Linked DNA regions of Ovis aries: region 1 is linked to region 2. A link is a contact called in public Hi-C data. All regions are on one chromosome and are shown on one strand. Each heading gives the region's core, a stretch centred on a gene start, on an enhancer-like site or on the middle of the called end of the contact. The rest is flanking DNA. Distances are from core to core; before and after follow the strand shown. Region 1 holds the start of TNFAIP8L2 (TNF alpha induced protein 8 like 2). Region 2 overlaps GABPB2 (GA binding protein transcription factor subunit beta 2).

Region 1 (3,126 bases), core at 10-2,509, 55 kb before region 2:
GCAAACTTAAGCTTACATTAAATAATTTACCCAAGGTCAAACACAACTGTTTTTCTGTCTGCAGAAGCCCACGTCAGCTAGTGTGCTGCACTGCCTTTAGAGACGTGGGAAATATAGGGGTCCCTGGAGTCCTGATTAAAAAAGATTATTATTATTCACATTTATTGAGAACCTACTATATGGCAAGTGCTTCATGTGAATTATCTCCGTCTTCCAACCCTTTGTAAGGTAGGTATCCGCAATTTGCAATGAGGAAAATGAAACTAAGAACAATTAAGCAATTTGGCTAAAGTCACTGGCAAATGATAAAAATGGGCCTTGAACCACACAATCTGAAGAAGCCTCCTCCCGTGGCATGCTCTCAATGAGGTTGGAGCGCACTGAGGAAGCATGAGGAACAAGTGCCTCAAGACAGCCCCAGAGGTCTCAGGTCCTCTGCCGAGGCTGCACTCAGGACCCGCTGGCGGCACATGAGTGCCTGGTCCCGGAACGCTCTCCCCATGGTCTTGCCTATGGTGGTTCTGCTTGTTTTGCTTCTTACTTCCCCCTCCCCTGTTCCTCTGCAGGATGTGGCTCTGACCGCAGTGAGGAGCAGCCTCACCCTGTCCCCCAACCAAAATGGGAGTCTGAAGAAGCAGGGCAGGTATCACTGGGGTAGGGGGTTCTCCTTCAGCCAAATCAGTCCAGTGGAAACCCAAAACCTTGCTCTGCCCCCAGCTTTGCTGGGGCTTTCTGGACCACACTCGACAGCCGGAAGAGGAGATTGCTCCATGTGAGCCTTCCTTCCTCCTTGGCCTTCCTGTTACCCAGCTCTCCACTGCCCCCGTTGCCATCTCGCATTTGGTCCACTGTCCTCTCCCTGCCTCCGTGTTTTGGTCTCCTGTTTTCACCTGACTGAGAGCTGCCCTGAGAGTCTGGCCAGACTCTCTCACCGGCCCTTACCTCTAGATCCATGTCTCCTAAGATCTTGCATCTCTCAGTGGTCTCACATGCCCTTATCCACTGCCATCCCTCAGCCCTGTGCCCACCCATCCAAAACCATGTCTTTCTGAGGCTGCTTTACTCCAGGAAAAACTGCGCTGGACCTCCCCGCTGAGACTCAAGAATTCTATCAAATGAGAGCCACAATATGGAAAGCTCAGGTTGACAGAGCTGGGACTCTTCTGCCACCATCTCCCCCTCTGGCATTGCCCAGTCCCTCACCTGCTGCGCCCTGGGTGCCAGTCTTGCCTTGGATGTTCCGGGAGAGCTGACAGAATGGAGAAGCTCCTAAGTGAGAGGCCCTTTGGCCTGGCCCCGCCCCCAAGCCCCGCCTACCTACTCAGTGCTCAACCTCCGGTTCATCACACTGTCACCAAGAAAGTCCATGGCCCCAACAGCCTCCTGTAAATAAGACAAAGGTCAAAAGGAATAGCATTCTGTAGGAAACAGTCTTGATTCCTTGAGGTGAGGAGGAGGAATTGCACATCCCCTGTTCCCAAATTATCTGCCTCTTTCTACTCTTGCTGCCCAGTTCCTTGAGATCTTGTTCTCCGTATATTTCTCTGGTACTGGGGGAAATGTGATGTATAAATTGCTGACGTGGGGGTCAGTGCAGAAAGTTCTGGAGAGTGTACTGGACTTAGACTGGAGACACCAGAAGCAAGTTGGAGATCAGCAGGTCTGAGTGTGCCCCTAGAGTCAAGGATGGCTGGTGCTGTGGGGCAGCATTACCAGGAGCACAGGCTTCCAGTACCTTGCAGGGTAAGGGAATGCATACATGCTCAATCTCTCAGTCATGTCCGACCATTCGTAGCTCATCAGGCTCCTCTGTCCGTAGGATTTCCCAGGCAAGAATCCTGGAGCGGGTTGCCATTTAATTTTCCAGGGGTAAGTGTGTCCCCACCCCTAATACTTACACTCCCCTGGTGGCTCAGTTGGTAAAGAATCTGCCTACAATGCAGGAGACCTGGTTTCCCATCCCTGGGTCGAGGAGATCCCCTGGAGAAGGGAATGGCAACCCACTCCAGTACTCTTGCCTGGAGAATCCCATGGGCAGAGGAGTCTGGCAGGCTACAGTCCATGGGGTAACAGAGAGTCGGACACGACTGAGCAACTAACACTTCTCTTCACCCCAAATACTTGAGAGGAAGAAGCTGGGTCAGGCTGCAGAACTAGATATAACCAGCAGGTGTCAGCACATCATTGTACCACTAGAGGCAACGAGTTTATCGACTATGCTTCATAGCTAACAGGATGCAAAAAATGAAGGTAAGTCACAGTCCGTAAATGAGGCAAATTTACTTACCATCAAGAACCTTACAGCCTGAAGGAAAAAAAAAAAAAAGGAATCTTAACACCCTAGTCAGGGAGATAAATGTAAGCACATATAACTGTAATACAAGCCAAATGATGTCATTAGCTTTCATAGAAATTTAAGGAATTAAGGAACTGTGAGAGCAAAGACTTTATTTTTGGGGGCTCCAAAATCACTGCAGATGGTGACTGCAGCCATGAAATTAAAAGACGCTTACTCCTTGGAAGAAAAGTTATGACCAACCTAGACAGCATATTCAAAAGCAGAGACATTACTTTGCTGACTAAGGTCCGTCTAGTCAAGGCTATGGTTTTTCCTGTGGTCATGTATGGATGTGAGAGTTGGACTGTGAAGAAGGCTGAGCGCCGAAGAATTGATGCTTTTGAACTGTGGTGTTGGAGAAGACTCTTGGGAGTCCCTTGGACTGCAAGGAGATCCAACCAGTCCATTCTGAAGGAGATCAACCCTGGGATTTCTTTGGAAGGAATGATGCTAAAGCTGAAACTCCAGTACTTTGGCCACCTCATGTGAAGAGTTGACTCATTGGAAAAGACTCTGATACTGGGAGGGATTGGGGGCAGGAGGAGAAGGGGACGACAGAGGATGAGATGGCTGGATGGCATCACGGACTCGATGGACGTGAGTCTGAGTGAACTCCGGGAGTTGGTGATGGACAGGGAGGCCTGGCGTGCTGCGATTCATGGGGTCTCAAAGAGTCAGACACGACTGAGTGACTGAACTGAACTGAGAGCAAAGAAAAAATTTAGATTTTTTTTTTTTTCTCATTGGAGTGCTGAAGAGGTAGACTTGGAAGGATGGATTTCACTACC
Region 2 (3,287 bases), core at 69-2,568:
ACCCAAAACACCTCTACGATAACTGATCACAAAGGGAAAGAACGTCCTACACAGGAATGTTGAGAAATGTTGACATGCAGCAGATTAAATTCTCCTAATATTGAAGTTTCAGCTCTATTCTCTACCACAAAAAAATATTCAGGCGTAGGCTGAGGTATCTGCTTAAGGAGATACCTAGCTTGGTTCACATTCCTGGGAAGCTGAAACTTCTGGAAGACAAGATCCTTTAATTAGGTTGATTTTAATCCCACTGCAACTGGTGTCCTCAGCTCCTGAACTCTAACAAAATATTTTTGAGCCATCAATTTTGACCCCTACACTCTGCCTTCATATATATGTCAATTTCATAACTTTTAAATCATATTTATGAGTCTGTGTATCAGTACCTCTAAATGACAAGTGACCCAAATGTTTCATCCCATTGTTTAAACAGGCCACCAAAAACCTTATTTCTTATTATAAATGGTAAGTTAAACTTTGGGGTCAGAATGTGAATAGGCTGTTGCATTAATCATTAGGAAAAAAAAAAGTTTCCTAGATATGTATTCAAGGGTCTTTTCTCTCCTTATTCTCACTCTTTGCTTTTAAAAGTAAAATGTATTTTTAAAATAATGGCATTTTGGGGGGACTATGTGTCATTCTCCCATATACCACCAGATGAGAGATGCAGTAAGGATAAGAGACAGTCTAGGCACTTCTGAGCTCCCTTGGTTACTAAAAACAAAAGGAAAACATTCTCCCTTAGTGAATGTACCTCCACTTTCTCTACTGATCTAACTTGCCTCCCAGGATTTTATAGATGAATAAAATAACAGAGCATCCACTTCCCCTCCCAAATGAACACACAATAATTTTCAATAAGTTTTTTTAAATAACTGATGAAGTGCCTGAGCTCTTCACAACGTACTCTATTACAAGAGAGTAATTTCGCTTGTTGATACAAAAATTTAGGTGGGGCACTTCTTTCACTGTTATCAAAGCATATATGAACAAAGATGCTTAAGAACATCTCTTGTGGACTGGGTGGATCAAATGGTACAATGAAAATACAGTCTCAGATGGCCAAAAATGTTAAGTTGCTGAAGGTAAATCATAGAATATCCTTTTCCATAGATGTTTTAAAAAGAGAGATGAGAGAGAAAGGTCCTTCTGGAAAGGGAGAGAAGAATGGGATGTCTGCGGGCTCAAGAAAATCTGTGAGAAAAGGAGAATGGTTAGGAAGGAGAAACGGAATTGAAGAGTCCATGATATGACGACCTTTTTCTATTGCACACGTCCCCACTGCTGCGCCAGCTGTACAAACAACTGTGTAAAAACTGGAGGCGGAGCCCTCACTGCTCTTGCTCAGATTGCTGAGCTCATTAATAATCTTTAGGCTATTCCTGGGATCAGAGAGTTAGGGAATCCTTTTTCTCCTCTATTAGAGCGATGTTCAGTCTTTCTGCAAGAAGGGTCAACTAGGGACAGGAGCCAGGGTCTCAGCCTGGAGGGCAGCCCCCAGCCCGCGCGCCGCGCTGCCCCCTAGCGGTCACCTCTGTGGCCTTGGCTTCCCTCGGTCCAGCTCCCCAGCCCCAGGTCTTACACCCACCCCCTTCTTCACCTCCCAGTCCCCTCCCCTTCCTCCCAGCAGCATCCCCTTCCTCTCCTTCCCTCAGCCGCCCCCGCTCTGGCGAGGGGGCGCCGCTCCGACTGCACCGAGAAGTTGGGGGCCGAGCTGGAAAGCGGTGCAACTTTTCGCGGCAGTCTCCCTTCCAGCCCTGACGCCCCCTCGAGCGCACGCATCTCTTTTTCCCCCTCACCTCCTCGTCCGGGACGCTGCCGGCTGTGCTTTCACCGAGCCTGCCAGTTTTGTCCTGTTTCCTTTTCTAGTTAAGACTCCCTGTCAATGACGGTTACTTTTTGGCCTTTTCACATATGCATATTTTGGGGGCCTTTAACCCCCCCTCGTGAAGAAATGGAGGCAGCAAAATGGCGGACCCGGAAGTGAAGACTCGGGGAATATAATTTCTGGCGGAGGAATCTATGAACAGAAAATGATAGGAAAACCGTGTTTGTATTCGAACAGAACGATGATGCGCCCCAGAGGTCACTGTCTATCCTCGGAAGGCCTTTTGAGGTAAAATAGTGTGTATTCGAGACGTTTTAGACAGGACTATTTAGCGAGGCGGAGGATTGTCGAATACGTGTCGTATAGGTCCGGCAGGGGACGGACCCGATGGTTTGTTTTGGCGCCAAGAACCTGGTGAAATCGGATTCTGCCCGTCTGTCCCGCTGTCTTTTGGTTGTTTTTAGGAAAGCAATGTTTCGCGGTCCCACCCTCGGGTGAAGATGTCTGGGACGTTGCAGGGTTTGCTCGTGAACTGAGCTCTTGTGCCGGACGGACATGTTTTCCGCTACAGCTTGAATGTAAGGATCCTAGAGCCAACCTGTCAACAGTTATTTCTTGGCGGGGGCTTAGAAGAGGATGGAGCAGGACTTTGCAAGTTCATTTAGGCACCTTACTTACCAGTTGATTCCCATCTCCATCTACCATTCGCCAGGAACTAAAGGACAGCGCGAAGTCGAGAAAGAAGACTTTGGGAAATAAATAGAAAAGGAGACACCACTGCTCCACTCTTTATTCGAGTTTGGCTTTTGTCGTTGATGGTGGAGACCATCAACGCTTTTCAAAGCCTATGGGGAAGATTTACGTGTTTTTTTTTAAAAATTATTGCCTATAGATGATAGTGTGTTAATATCTGCTGTACAGCAAAGTGATTCCGTTGTAACTATATATATATATATACTTATATTCTTTTCTGTTATGGATTACCACAATGTATTGAATATCGTTCCCTGCGCTATACAGTAGGACTTGTTTATTCATTGTGTATGTAGTAATTTGTCATCTGCTAATCCGAAACTTCCAATCCATCCCTATTATCAATTTCCGTAGATTCTGTTCACGTTCTTTAAAGGACTCCTTTGGCTTACTGCCCAAGTTGGTATTTACAGCTTGAGGGTCAAAATCAGTCTTGTTTACAACCTTTTCTGTTGCCTGACTGGGTGTCTCATACAGTAGGTACTCATAATCTACTTATAAATTTGCCCAAATAGCTTTTTTTTTTTTTAATTAAGTGACTTGTAAGTATAAGCATATAACATATTTGGGTTAAGTCGTTTGTTTTCTTAGGGACCGAGGCTGAGATAATGAAGTGCAGATTTAATGTCACAGGTGCCTTCTGCAGCATCTGGGATCACTACCTAATACATTGGTAGTCAGTGGGCAAGCACAAGAGTGGTTGGTT

What was found. Hi-C and Micro-C count contacts between places; a contact is called where the count stands out from the background.
Region 1: a contact with region 2 is called in a Hi-C map of mixed tissues, with 4 times the contacts expected there. The contact joins the promoter of TNFAIP8L2 here to the enhancer-like site in region 2. A contact is called at or near these places in 12 of 16 Hi-C or Micro-C datasets (blood, hypothalamus, liver and 6 more).

The regions. Positions count from the first base shown.
Region 1 is chr1:101,052,279-101,055,404 of ARS-UI_Ramb_v3.0, reverse strand. It overlaps TNFAIP8L2 (TNF alpha induced protein 8 like 2), which reads right to left and starts at 1,259. Exons shown (of 2, transcript XM_042253791.1): 1 at 1,204-1,259.
Region 2 is chr1:100,997,347-101,000,633 of ARS-UI_Ramb_v3.0, reverse strand. GABPB2 (GA binding protein transcription factor subunit beta 2) reads right to left here. Exons shown (of 10, transcript XM_027974647.2): 2 at 1,800-3,287. Among named protein-coding and RNA genes, the nearest start is that of MLLT11, 6.9 kb to the right of the region's middle. Within about 2 kb of position 1,318, at least 44 of the 54 cell types and tissues checked have an H3K27ac peak or open chromatin away from gene starts, as enhancers often do. A contact at or near this core is called in hypothalamus, liver and tail adipose tissue, where this site is marked.